Linked DNA regions of Mus musculus: region 2 is linked to region 1. A link is a contact called in public promoter capture Hi-C data. All regions are on one chromosome and are shown on one strand. Each heading gives the region's core, a stretch centred on a gene start, on an enhancer-like site or on the middle of the called end of the contact. The rest is flanking DNA. Distances are from core to core; before and after follow the strand shown. Region 1 overlaps Chsy1 (chondroitin sulfate synthase 1). Region 2 overlaps Lrrk1 (leucine-rich repeat kinase 1).

Region 1 (6,583 bases), core at 665-3,164:
CACTGTCACCAAGTGACTTCAGCAATCTGTTGGTCAGCAAGCCGTAGCCTATCTGGGCACATCTGGTACATCCCAAAGGCAGAGTCTTGGGTTTACATTCGCTGGTTTGAGACTGGCAGTGCTGCACACTCAATGCCAGGGTACCTGCAGGGTACTTGCATCTTTTTTTAAGGGAATGGATCCCTGGATATGGTGGACACGTACGATGCTGACGCCTAGTGTGATGATTGCACTAGAGTGCAATCTTGCCAGGCCTGAGGGCAACTAGGGCACAGACAGCTGGAGATTAGCACAGAGCTGTGTGGTTTTACTTAGAATGCCCCTCCCAAAGACAGGACCTTAGTGTTTTACCTGGCTCATCTTGAACTTGTGATTGTCCTGCCTCTTAGTAGCTAGCATAGGTGTATGTCACCATGCCTAACTCATCTGAAATTTGATGTTCAAGTATAATATTTTACATGTTTGTTTATTTCATTTTATGTGTGTAGGTGTTTCCTTTTATATGTTTGTGCACCACACTCAAGCCTGGTGCCCGTGGAGGTCAGGAAAGGGCATTCTATTCCCTGATCTGCAGGTACAGGTAGATATGAGCCACTATAATCATGACTTAGTCATATAGTCTTGTTTATTTTTTTAAAAACAAGGGACTCCTCCCATGCACTGCATCTCCAAAAACTTCCTGCAGGTCTTGTAAGCCTCCCTCTTATGCCACCTCATGTCTGCTTCTTCTGAGTCTCTTGCTTTCTAGCTTTTACACAGAGAAGTTGACAGACAAGAACTGCAAGGCTGTACCGCCACAGTCTCCATGTTCAGGGCAGACAGGCACACTGTTTTTGCATCATTTAAAAAGCTAAGCATATTTGTATTACCTAGATATGCTCATTTCCATAGGCACTGTACTCTAATTGAGCAAGCAGAAACCTGAATTATTAAAATACCCATTATAAATATCTACCAACAAGCCTTCTACTGCTTTCAATTGCATCGGTATAAGTAAAACTAAGCCTTCATCTAGAGAGGGAACACGGGACCTTATGCTTGTCTGGTAAGTGCTCTATCACTGAGCTAAGTCCTCAACCTCCAATTCTTGTGTTTTGGGGGTTTTGTTTATTTTTTGTTTTTGGCTTAGGAAATAAATGTCCAGCATCAAAGAAATAAATCTGCACAGATTACTTTACCCCTAGGTAGTAGAGTCCAGCAGGGTTGCCTTCCCTGAATCCTGGTGTCAGCAGGGGATTAGCATTTAATTGCTCTGTGAATGCTGAAAGAATCTTGCTACCCAGGAAAAGGGTTGGCTGTAATGGTCCCATTACACATTTTTTTACAGTCATGACATGGCACATTATAATCTTGCTCAATGATAAGCTCTTTATGGAGCTAGAAGTCTGCAGCCTCTAGAACAAAGACCTCTTCTGTCTTCAAGTTCCTAGAAGTCAGTAAGCTACAATTCACATCCTGTATAATATCCACTCAGAGAATCCAGCTCTGTATTGCTTTGCCCAGTTTCCCAGAGCACAGAACAGTCTACAGGACACAACAACCACAACAAAAGCCCTTCATTTTCTGTTGGAAGGCTCTGTGTTCTAACTGCCCCCACCCCACTTTTGCAGTCAGATTCATGTAGCAGTCTAGGCTGTCCTCAAACTTACTATGTAGCTAAGGATGACCTTAAACTCCAACACTCCTGGCTCTACCTTTTTTAAAATTTGCAATAATTTTAGAGGGACTGGTGAGATGGTTCAGTAAATTAGCCACTTGCCACCAAGTCTGACTGCCTGGGTTCAGTATCTGGGACACATGGTAGAAGGAGAGAGCCAAGTTCACGGATTATCCTCTGACCTCTACAGACACCATAGCTGGCACACATAGGCAGGCAGACACCGAAACGTAATACAAAATGTTCTGAAACCATTTCCAATAACAGAACTGTAAATGCTGAGACTAGCACCTCCTGCCCTGTTTCCTCCTACTTAACTATGACACAGGAGCTAAAATGAGGAAATTAACATTTGTAAACAACTAGTCCTTGAGCAGTTGACTCTGCCACAACCCACCAAGCTTGCTCTTCCATGCCCCTTTCTCTTCCAACCCAGAGGCCCACATTGAGTGAAGTCTTCATGTCTCAAGACCTTGACACAGGAAGAAACACTGAGGAATTTCTGTACCTTAGACTCTAGTTTAGTCTTGCCTGGTGTGGAGTTAGAGATTTAACATAGGAAGGTGAGATGTCTTCCTCACGCTCCATCCCATTGGAGAGAATTTAACAAACATGTTACCCCCTGAGACCCTACTGGTGGATGCTGACTCACAGTAAGTTTCACTTTGTAACTGCTGAAACATGGAACCAGTCCATAAACAAGCTTTAAATTACTTAGCAGCTAGTCTGAAAAACGGAGAGATTCCTAGCTACACTGAGTAAACACTTAGTTTTTACTTTGTGGTGATCCGTGCCTGCAAGAGCAGCCCTCAGAAAGCAGAGGTGGAACTGGGAATTTAAGGCCAGCCTGGCTAGTGGAACCAAGAAAGAAAACCAATCCTGTCAAACCTTTGTGTTTGTCATCTCCCGAGACTGCTGTTCACACTGTCACTCACAGTGACAGTGCTGTCCTTCAATCCCACTCATTTGTATTTGGTCATATAATTCCTGAGTGTTAACATGACTCAGAGAAGAAAGGTATGTAAATAGTATTAACCTTATAAAGCACAGCCCAGAGGGAGCATTTGGCACCCAGTCTGGCTTCCCCCACCCCAAATACAGTCTCTACTCACTGGAAAAACCAAAGGCAATCTCTCTTTCTGCTACCCAGGACAAGTGGAAAGGTAGACTAACAGTGCTAAGTTCTACATGGTTCCGGAACACCACTACCTCCTAAGAAACGTTCTCTGAATCTAAATGAATGACAACTCCTGAAAGTTTAGTGGGTAAAGAATTGTCAGAGAAGGCTGTACTATACAGTAGACAGGGAATTTCCACCCACTGAGATACCATGTCTAGGTTTGGAGTGGCACCTGCTCCTTTCAAGTTATTCAAGCAAATCTCACGTAAAGTCCACTTTTGATAAAATCCTGCCTGGTATGAGATCTACATACAACCCCAGTACTTGAAATATATATACATATACAGCATTCTGATTATATATACATATATATACATATACAGCATTCTGATTATATATATACATATATACATATATACATAGACAACATTCTGATTATATATACATATATACACATACAGCATTCTGATTATATATATACATATATACATAGACAACATTCTGATTATATATATACACATATGTAGCATTCTGATTATATATATACATATATACATATACAACATTCTGATTAAACAAACATTCCTGTTGCACAAGGTTGAGACATACCAACTTACAACACTCTTCTAAACCTTAAGCAATTTTACCCGATTTCCCTAATCCCGTCAGCACTGCCTTTGCCACCGTTCACTGTCAAGTTCATTCTTGCCTTTGTTTCCTCATTTGCTGTGCTAAAGACACCAGATTAAGTACCAATAAAGATGATTAAATATCAGAACTACAAACTTTAATTTATTGTTGCCTCTTAAAATTGGGAAGATATCATAGTTACTTTGAAGCAACCTAAAAATATGCTTGCTTAGCTTGTACAACCACTCTGGAAATAGGTCTGGCGGTTCCTCAGAAAATTGGACATTGTACTACCAGAAGATCCAGCAATACCTCTCCTGGGCATATACCCAGAAGATGTTCCAACTAGTAATAAGGACACATGCTCCACTATGTTCATAGTAGCCTTATTTATAATAGCCAGAAGCTGGAAATAACCTTTATCAAAAAAATGGATACAGAAAATGTGGTACATTTACATTTATACAATGGAGTACTACTCAGCTATTAAAAACAATGAATTTATGAAATTCTTAGGCAAATGGATGGATCTGGAGGATATCATCCTGAGTGAGGTAACCCAATCACAAAAGAATTCACTTGATATGCACTCACTGATAAGTGGATATTAGCCCAGAAACTTAGAATACCCAAGATACAATTTGTAAAACACAAGAAAATCAAGAAGAAGGAAGGCCAAAGTGTGGATACTTCATTCCTCCTTAGAATAGGGAACAAAATACCCATGGAAGGAGTTATAGAGACAAAGTTTGGAGCTGAGACAAAAGGATGGACCATCCAGAGACTGCCCTACCCAGGGATCCATCCCATAATCAGCTACCAAACACAGACACTATTGCATATGTCAGCAAGATTTTGCTGAAAGGACCCTGATATAGCTGTCTCTTGTGAGGCTATGCCAGTGCCTGGTAAATACAGAAGTGGATGCTCACAGTCATCAATAGGATGGAACACAGGGCCCCCAATGGAGGAGCTAGAGAAAGTACCCAAGGAGCTGAAGGGGTCTGCAACCCTATAGGTGGAACAACAATATGAACTAACCAGTACCCCCAGAGCTCGTGTCTCTAACTGCATATGTAGCAGAAGATAGCCTAGTTGGCCATCACTGGGAAGAGAGGCTCCTTGGTCTTGCAAACTTTATATGTCCCAGTACAGGGGAACGCCAGGACCAAGAAGTGGGAGTGAGTGGGTAGGGGAACAGGGCGGCAGGGAAGGTACAGGGGACTTTCGGGATAGCATTTAAAATGTAAATGAAGAAAATAATAAAAAATTGAAAAAAGAAAAAAAAGTGCTTGCTTAACACTACATATACTACTATTAGAATGTTCTAGAACTCTAATTATCTTTAGAGAAAACAGAGACTCAGGCTGCCAAAGCCTTTTATACTGCATCTCTAATTCATATTGCTCCTCTAGCTGCTGCTGGGCTCTCCCTTGCTCTCCTGTGCACATCACAGTGTTCTGTCCTGGCTACTGCCAATCTGTCAAGTGGACATTGAAGATCTTTTCTGTATAAACAGCTCATTCTGATGTTGATAAGAAGTTCTTAGAATTCAGGACTCTCCTTATCCCTATTATTTCAAAATGACTTTACACTCCACTTTGAATACTTATATATTAAAATGTAGGTGATATATCCTGCTGGACAAATTAGGGTGATAACATCTGCTATCTCAATTTTTTAACTACACAGGAAATACTGTATTTCAAGATTAAAATAAAGAGAACATGTCTATCCTACCTCCTGTCAGTGTGCTAAAGAAACCTTCTGTGTCAACTATACATAACAAGCTTAATAGGTAAAATGACAACCTTCCGATAATAAAAAAGTGACTAAGAAATAAACTCTAGAATACCTTCAGCACAGGCCTATCAGACTCACAAACTGTAGACATGTGCCAGTCTGCCTTTCTCAACAACATAATCCACCTACACATATGTCAGAGATACTATTGAAGATTTACCTGCACAACAAACTGCAGATCCAAAGCAACTATCAGATCTAAGTGCAAGTCCAAAAAAGGGATTCTAATTCAATGTTGTTTCACCAATTACAGTTAAATACCTGTTTATAAAAGTCAACATCTACACACGGCGAGTTCCCAGGAATGAGTTCTGAATGGCTGTTTTGCAATACTCAAGGATACCCTCACCAGCCTCTCACCTCACAGGAGTAGCTCTTATCCTGCTCTAGTTATGGTAACACACATCATCACAACCCTTGAAACCACCCCACTCTGTCGGCAATTTCTCCCCTTGTTTCATTCTGAGAAAAAAAAAAAAAAAAGAGTAAATAAATTCAGGTTCCAGAAGTTAGGTAACTTGCTGCATGAGACCACACAGCTAAAATGAGAAGCACTGTGATTCAAGTCCAGGCCTATTTGTGACCAAAGTCCTCACCAGCCCAACCTTGCCATGTCTCAACCTCTGTGCCACCCCCGCCTCTCCATCCACCACTTCTCATGCTAATCATTTTGCTGTCTTAAGACCACACACCTTGCTCTCTGTTTGTTTATACTCCAGCCTATTTCTTCTAGAGTATGAGAGAGTAGGGTTGTCTTAGTTTACTTTTCTACTGCTGTGATGAAACCTCACAACCAAGGCAACTTCTAAAAGAAGCATTTTACAGTTTCAGAGGGCTAGAGCCCATGATGGCAGAGCAAAGACATGGCAGAAGGAATAGCAGGGAGATTACATCTTGATCTTCAAGTTCCTTCGAGGCAGAGAGTCTTGAAATCTCCAAGCCTGTCCCCAGTGACACACCTCCTTCAAAAGGCCACACCCCAATCCTTCCCAAACAGTTCTGTAACTGGAGAGGGAACAAGTAATTAAATGTGAGCCTATTAAGGCCATTCTCATGCCAACCACTACAAGGGGCTATGCTTTCTTTATTTCTATGATATAAATAATAACAGGGATGTTTTCAGTACCAGTGTCACCAGAAGTATGTGCTGCTAATGAAAGAGGTACAAATTTTATTTTTGTAATGAACATGTAATAAGTTTTTCCAATTTGTTTGACTTCTTAAAGTATAAAGAGATATTCAGAATAACGTATCTAAGTGAGAAGATACTTTAAGCTATAAACTGGGCATCCAATAAAAGGATGATCTTAGATGGTATCAATGAAACAGAAGAGTAAACAAATCAAAACCATGTCCTCCATAAAAGTTCAAAG
Region 2 (6,863 bases), core at 1,888-4,387, 200 kb before region 1:
ACCATGTGTACATGTCCTCCCACGCAGGTGCCGAAGACATGGGCAGCAAACTGTCTTTACCAGGTGGCAGCTCCACGGTGCAGTGCCCCAGCATGGAAGAAATCCACACTGCGTACAAGCAGAGGAACCTCTCCCGAGCCCGAGACCTACTCAGAGGGGTTTGTGAAGAGAGCGAATCCTCACAGGAGAAGGTAGGGTGTGCTACTGCCCCAGAGTTGCTGTTCTCTCTCTCTCTCTCTCTCTCTCTCTCTCTCTCTCTCTCTCTCTCTCTCTCTGTGTGTGTGTGTGTGTGTGTGTGTGTGTGACAGACAGACAGACAGACAGACAGACACTGTGTATGCATACTTTTACTTTACGAATTTTGCCTGCAAAGTAAGAAGCACTTCCATGGGCATGTAGTACCGAAGGAAGCCAGAAGAGGGCGTGAGATCACCTAGAATTATGGACAGTTGTGAGCCTTGATGTGGGTGTTGAGAACCAACTAAACTCAGATCCTCCGCAATGGCCACTAGTTCTTTTAACCATTGAGCTGTCTCTCCAGCCCCTTCACCATATCTTTTGGTACAGGGTCACTCACTAAACCCAGAGCTTATCATCTCAGCCACACTAGGCTGGTCAGCAAAACCCCAAGGACCTCCCTGGGTCCACACCTCTAGAACAACTGAGGTTATAGGCAGGCACCAATGAATCTGGGTTTTGCATGGTTACTGGGTATCCGAACCCAGGTCTTCATGTTTACACAGCAAGCGCTTTATCCACTGAGCACCCGACCCCCGCTTTTACCCACTGAGCTATCCCTCTACTGGAAAGTAGGAATAAAGTCTCCCCTTTAGCAATAAGGGGCAGGGAGTGTAAAGTCTCATGGATCCCAGGTTGTCTGCTAACTCACTGTGCAGTCAAGGTTGACCCTAAACTTCTGATTCTCCTGCCTCCATCTCTGCGATAGGGGTTGCAGGCATGTCCCTCCCTGCCAGGCTTAAGATGCTGGGGATGAAGGAGGATGCCTGGACCGGCTGAACCACATCCCCAGCTTTCGGGTCATCTTCGCACTGCCAGAGTCTTCACGGGACTCCAGCGTCTGTTTGGAAACACCTCGATTTGCACTTGGGCATGTGGAGAGTGGTCCTTTCCAGGGGTTTCTTCAGTGGCACGACACTATCGCCTTCCGTGTCGAGCTTTGCAGGGTTGTGAATGCAGTCTGTATCTACTGATTTCATACTTTCTTCCATTATATAACAACAGCATGTGCTCAGAAATTTTTGGAAAAATCTGTTAGTAAAAGGAAAAAAAAAAAAAAAAGAACAAAAGCTAAGCCCGTCCCTAATGTGCCCAAACACTGCCTCTTCATTGACTTGATACGTTTTCTTCTAGCCTGCTGCTCAGGTGGAGTGTTGCACTTCTGATAATATACGATGAATCATGTAGGTAATATAAATACAGATCATTGATTTGCATATACTTTGTGTTTGCTTCTATTATATGCAGGGTTTTCTGCAGGACTGTAAATTCATTGCAGGCATTGCCATTGATGGCTGCATAGTATTCCCTGTAATAGAGAGGACATAACTTAAATTCAATCCACTCCTCTTGATTGGAAATTTGGCTTATTTCAAATTTCTTACCAGTAATGTACAGAATTTTTTGCCTATTTGTTTTCTTATTGTAAGGCTATTTTCTTAGCATGCGTGGGTGTCCCAAATGGAGAGTATAGGTATGCACGCTTTTGTTAGCACATTAATATAAAACAGTGAGTTTTGTTTTGACACTTTCATACATGACGTATGCCAAACCATTGGCTAAAAAGCAAACCCAAAATTACCCTCCTGCCAACAGCTCACGGGGAATAAGAATTGAATGTTACCGTGGAAACCCTTCATCAATACTTTGTTTGCATTACTTTGGTTAGCCTAGGCTTAATCATTTAATTTAATGTTAGAAATGATTCCATTTTTAAGCCTCTAGCCAATTCTCAGAAAAGTCAGAGATTGGGAGACAATGAGCACCGTGAAGAGGACATTTGATATTGCTCTGGTTATGAATTCTCGGGGCCACACCTATGTGTGCGAGATGGCCCAACTGTTGGGTCCACAAGGTGATGTAATCCCCAGTGTTCCCTGGCTGTAGGATGCTATGAAGAATTCCCAAAGCGTCAGATAACAGCTCAACACAATTTGAAAAGCTCTCCAATATAGTTTCAGTAAATAAGCCGGTAACTTCTATTAAGAAGGACGAATGGATGCAGGCATGCAGAAGAAAGTCATGTACTAGTGCATATAAAAAATAAAAACAATTAGGCGTGATTTTAAAAACTGAAGAGAAGCTGGTGGAACTGGTGTGCGTCTCAGCATTCCTCTCTCGGTGCAGCTGAGAACCCTGCACATTCCGTACACAGCAATGCTGCATGCACTGCAGTGGACATTTTCAAGTGAGAGAGAAAAGACCTGCTAGTGTGGTCAGAGCTGGGGGGGGGTGTTGCACCTCTGGGGGGTCCCTCTCACCTTCGTTGCATCCCTGATAGAACAACAAGAAGCTGGCGACTCAGAAACAAATGGACACAGACAAAGAAGCTCTAAGGGAAGGCAGAGCACTAGGCAAGGGCAGCATGAAAAAACAGTCTATAGGCAACGCCCAGCCACACCATAGCAGTGTCTGCAGCCCTTCCCCATCACACTCCTGCCAAGGCCAGGTGGAGAGGCTCTAACCCAGCCAGGCTGTAAAAGTTGTCCCAGTCATCCAAGAAGTCTGCTGGGAGCTGGGACGTTAATCAGCACTCAGGCACTAGGTGGTAATATAATAACCATCCCCCCAACATACACACACACACACACACACACACACACACACACTGCTTTCACTGGAGACCTAAGGAGCATGAAAGACCTTCCTGCCCAACAGGACCCAGGAGTCCATTCCCCTTGTCCCATCTAATTCTGAGTAGTTCCTGTTTTCCCAGGAGTGATTAATCCACACAACTGTTCACCCACCAGAGTTAGCAGAGTCCAAGCCCAGGACTTGAATAGGATCCCGTTCCTAAAATACATTTTCACTAATCACCAGATCCTAATAAACACACTCTCCTCAGGAAACAGAAAAATATCACTCAGAGAGAACAGGGCAGCCACAGTGTCCGCAGCTGGATGAGTCAGACGTTTGGAAGCTCAGACAAGACCTCTAAAACAGACCAAACACTCCTGCGAGCAAACACGAGCATGCTTAAAGCAAAAGTAAACAGCAGGAGTCACCAAAGAAGGAGTGTCATGGAGGAGCAAAGGGGGATGAAATGGAAATTTTAGAATCTCTAAAATACAATAGCTGAAGGTTTCTTTTGTAGACAGACTCAAGTCTAGAATAGAGAAGACAGAAGAAAGAATCTATACCCTGATAGATTGAGAAGGAGGGAAGGGGAGAATGAGAGGGAAGGGAAAAAGGAAGACACAGGGAGGAGGAGAGATGGGAGAAGGGGAGATGGAAAAGAAGGGGGAGAGATGGGAAGAAAGAGGGCGAGATATGGGGAGGGGAGAGGAGAGGAAGGAGAAGAGAACGAGAAAAGGGAGAGATGGGGATGGAGGAAGGAAGAAAGGAAAGGGAGGGGAGAGGGAGAGATGGAGAAGGGAAAGGGTAGAGAAGAAAGGGGAAGAGGAAGGGGGAGAGGGAGTGAGGAAGGAGCAAGAGATTGAAAGAGCCCCAGAGGAGGTAAGAATTTTAGCTGAACTCATGCTCTCAGAGTCCACAAGGAGTGGAAGGAAACGCACTGAACCCTAATTTAGGAAACTGAAAACTCCTCCAAAGCAGAGAAGACAAAGCCAGCAGAGTGGAGAAGCAAGAAGGTCCCCGACAGGAGCGATGTCAGTGACCAGTGCTCCCCACATATCATACTCAAGCCACCATAAAAACAAAAGAAACAAAACCAAAACTATTGAAAGCTCTGAAGCTCTGGGGGGAGGAGAGAGAGAGAGGGAGAGGAAGAGGGAGAAGGAGATATGTTTCCTTGGGGGGGGGGAACAATTTGAACGACATTGTCAGACACCAAGGATCCAGGGGAAGTGACACAAAGCACTAACGAAGGAGAGGGGTCAACTTAAAGCCCCATGGCCTGGAGAATACCCCTCAAGAAGGAAGAGAAAATGAATACATTCTGGAATGATGGAGATGAGAGAACTAACGTCTGGAAGGAAGGTGTCCCTAACGGAGCAGCTATACCTAAAGGACGAACCAAGCAAGGGCTGTTGGGAATTAGGAGCCTGGTGAGAACAAAGCACAAGCACACAGAATAGGCTGTTAGTTCATTCTTTGTCCCTCGAGTTGTATTTGACAGTTGAAGCAAACGGAACCATCGCTTAATACAGCTCTTAATATAGAAAGAGGGGATTTTTAAAAACAAGGCAATTATCTAATAAAGGTAAAATTTCAATGCTATCTAAACTGATTTTAAAATTACTGAAAATAGTACTTTATCGGTCTATTTTAGTAGGCTACATATCTATAATGCAATACCTGAAGCAATCATTTACAAAACTGCATATAGCCGGATATGATGGTGCATGCCTTTAATCTCAGCACTTGGGAGGAAGGCAGCAGATCTACAAAGAGGTACACATAGAGTTCCAGACTAACCGAGGATACATGGTGAGTCACTGTCTACAAACGATTAAACATTAAAACTGTCATAGCGCTATATAAAAAACAGTATAACCAAATCAAAACAAATCAAGCTGCTCACAGGGGAAAAAAATAAAAATGAAAGTAAACAAAAGCAAACACAATCACATGGCAGACTTAAATTCAACATCTAAATAATTATATTAAATATAATTGATTTAAATCCATGAGCTTAGTTCCAGAGTTTTACAGGTAGGATTTTTAAAAAGAATAAGAAATGGATATTACCTGTGAGAAACTCACTTTAAATACAATGGTGTGTGTATTAAATACAGTGTGAGTATATGCATGTGTGAGAGTGTTTGTGTGTGTGTGTATGAGTGTGTGAGTATATATGTATGTGTGAGTGTGTGTGTGAGTGTGCATGTGAGTGAGTATGTGTATGTATATGTATGCATGTGTTTGAGTGTTGTAAATGTAAGTGTGTGAGTGTACATATGTATGTGCATGTGTGTGAGTATGTTGTGTGTGTGTATTATGTGTGAAGATGTGTGATTTTGTGTGAATGTGTATGTGTTCAGAAAGTAAGTAGATGAAAATATATTAGGCCACTAAGAATTAAGCAAAAGCAAGCAGGAGTGGCTATGTACCGATCAGATAAAGTGAACTACAGAGCAAAGAGAATTACCAAGGGGGTGGGGGTGGGGTTACTAACTAATAATAAGGGATCTAGATCTCTAAGATAGCAATCTTCAATCTTTATGCATAATTTGTGATAAGAAACTGCATTCATGCTCTCCTCTGAAATAAAAAAGAATTATTATAATTATAATCAATGTATTATTCAGTAGACCACCTGATGTTCAAACCAGGGAAATAAGGTGAAGTGAAATAAACCACATGTAGATCTGAAGGGAAAATAAAAGTATCCTCACTTGCAGATGGTACAGCCTGCACAATCAGTCCGGAAAAGAAAGGACCTAGAAAAAGAAAGGAAAATAGATAAGCTGCATCTTGCCAAAATTAGAAAGTTATTCTCTAATAAACACTCTGTTTGGAGGCTAGAAAGAAAACACGCAGCCTTGGAGGAAGTATTGGCCAACTGTGTCCCTAACATCACATTCCCTCTGAAGGGTAGAACTTGGAGGAATGGACATTAGAAAGCAAACATTCCAAGCTCAGGCAAGGAGCCCTACTCCACCCAATAGGACACACACACACACTCACTCACATACACACACATACACTCACACTTGCACACACACCTACCTACGGACATACTTACAAACATACACACACTCTCACACTCATACACACACACTCACATACACACTCACACTCATACACACACACTCCTACATACTCACTCATACTTACAGACATACTTACAAACACACCCATTCACTCACAAGCATACTCTCTCACACCCACACACACACTTAGAGACATACTTAAAAACACACACACTCACATACACACACATACACTCACTGACATACACTCACTCACACTTACAGATATACTTACAAACACACACACACACACAGGTTGGCTTTCTCCTTGTAGACAGGTAGAGCATCATAGCAATGAAGGCACAGGGAAGGAAAGATGTTTACCTCAGGACATTCAGGAAAAGAGGGCAAGGGAGGCAGAGTGGAGCAGTGACTGGATGTATGTCAAGAACATGTCCTCGGTGACCTCTGTCCTCTAAGTACCACCTCTCACAGTCTATCCCGCTAGGACCAATGTGTATCATCCACAGTATGACAGTATGATAGATTAGTGCCTGGCAGGGTGGAGTGGCAGAATGCCTGAGCCTAGGAGGCAGCAGGAGGCAGATTTCTTGGCAAAGCAGTCATATGTGGCACAAGTCTGCCCTAGGTATGTTCAGTGTCCTGACATCATATCACTGGTTTTGAAACCATGGTTTTTACATTTCAAATGTTTTCCCCATGCAGGTCTCCCCTTCGGAAACCCTTTATCCTATCCTCCTCCCCCTTCTTCTGTGAGGGTGCTCCCCCACCCACCCACCCACCCACTCCTGTCTTCCCGCCCTGGCATTCCCCTACACTGAGGCTTCGAACAACCTCAGACCCAAGGGTCGCTCCTGCCACTGATGTACAACAAGGCCATCCTCTGCTACATACATAGCTGGAGCCATGGGTCCCTACACGGGTACTCTTTGGTTGGTGGGCCAGTCCCCGGGAGCTCTGGGGGGGGGGTCTGGCTGGTTGACACTGTTGCTCTCCCGATGGGGCTGCAAA

Evidence for each region. Capture Hi-C pulls out chosen DNA fragments and counts their contacts.
Region 2: a promoter capture Hi-C map of adipose tissue shows a contact between it and region 1. The contact joins two enhancer-like sites. A contact is called at or near these places in 2 of 115 datasets of contacts at active chromatin or transcription factors (bone marrow-derived macrophages and embryonic basal ganglia) and 1 of 9 other capture datasets (adipose tissue).

Annotation. Positions count from the first base shown.
Region 1 is chr7:66,131,207-66,137,789 of GRCm38.p6, reverse strand. All of the region lies in intron 2 of Chsy1 (chondroitin sulfate synthase 1), which reads right to left. Among named protein-coding and RNA genes, the nearest start is that of Chsy1, 25 kb to the right of the region's middle. Within about 2 kb of position 1,914, at least 102 of the 459 cell types and tissues checked have an H3K27ac peak or open chromatin away from gene starts, as enhancers often do. A contact at or near this core is called in adipose tissue, where this site is marked.
Region 2 is chr7:66,336,090-66,342,952 of GRCm38.p6, reverse strand. Lrrk1 (leucine-rich repeat kinase 1) reads left to right here. Exons shown (of 34, transcript NM_146191.3): 3 at 28-191. Among named protein-coding and RNA genes, the nearest start is that of Mir7057, 42 kb to the left of the region's middle. Within about 2 kb of position 3,137, at least 74 of the 459 cell types and tissues checked have an H3K27ac peak or open chromatin away from gene starts, as enhancers often do. A contact at or near this core is called in adipose tissue, where this site is marked.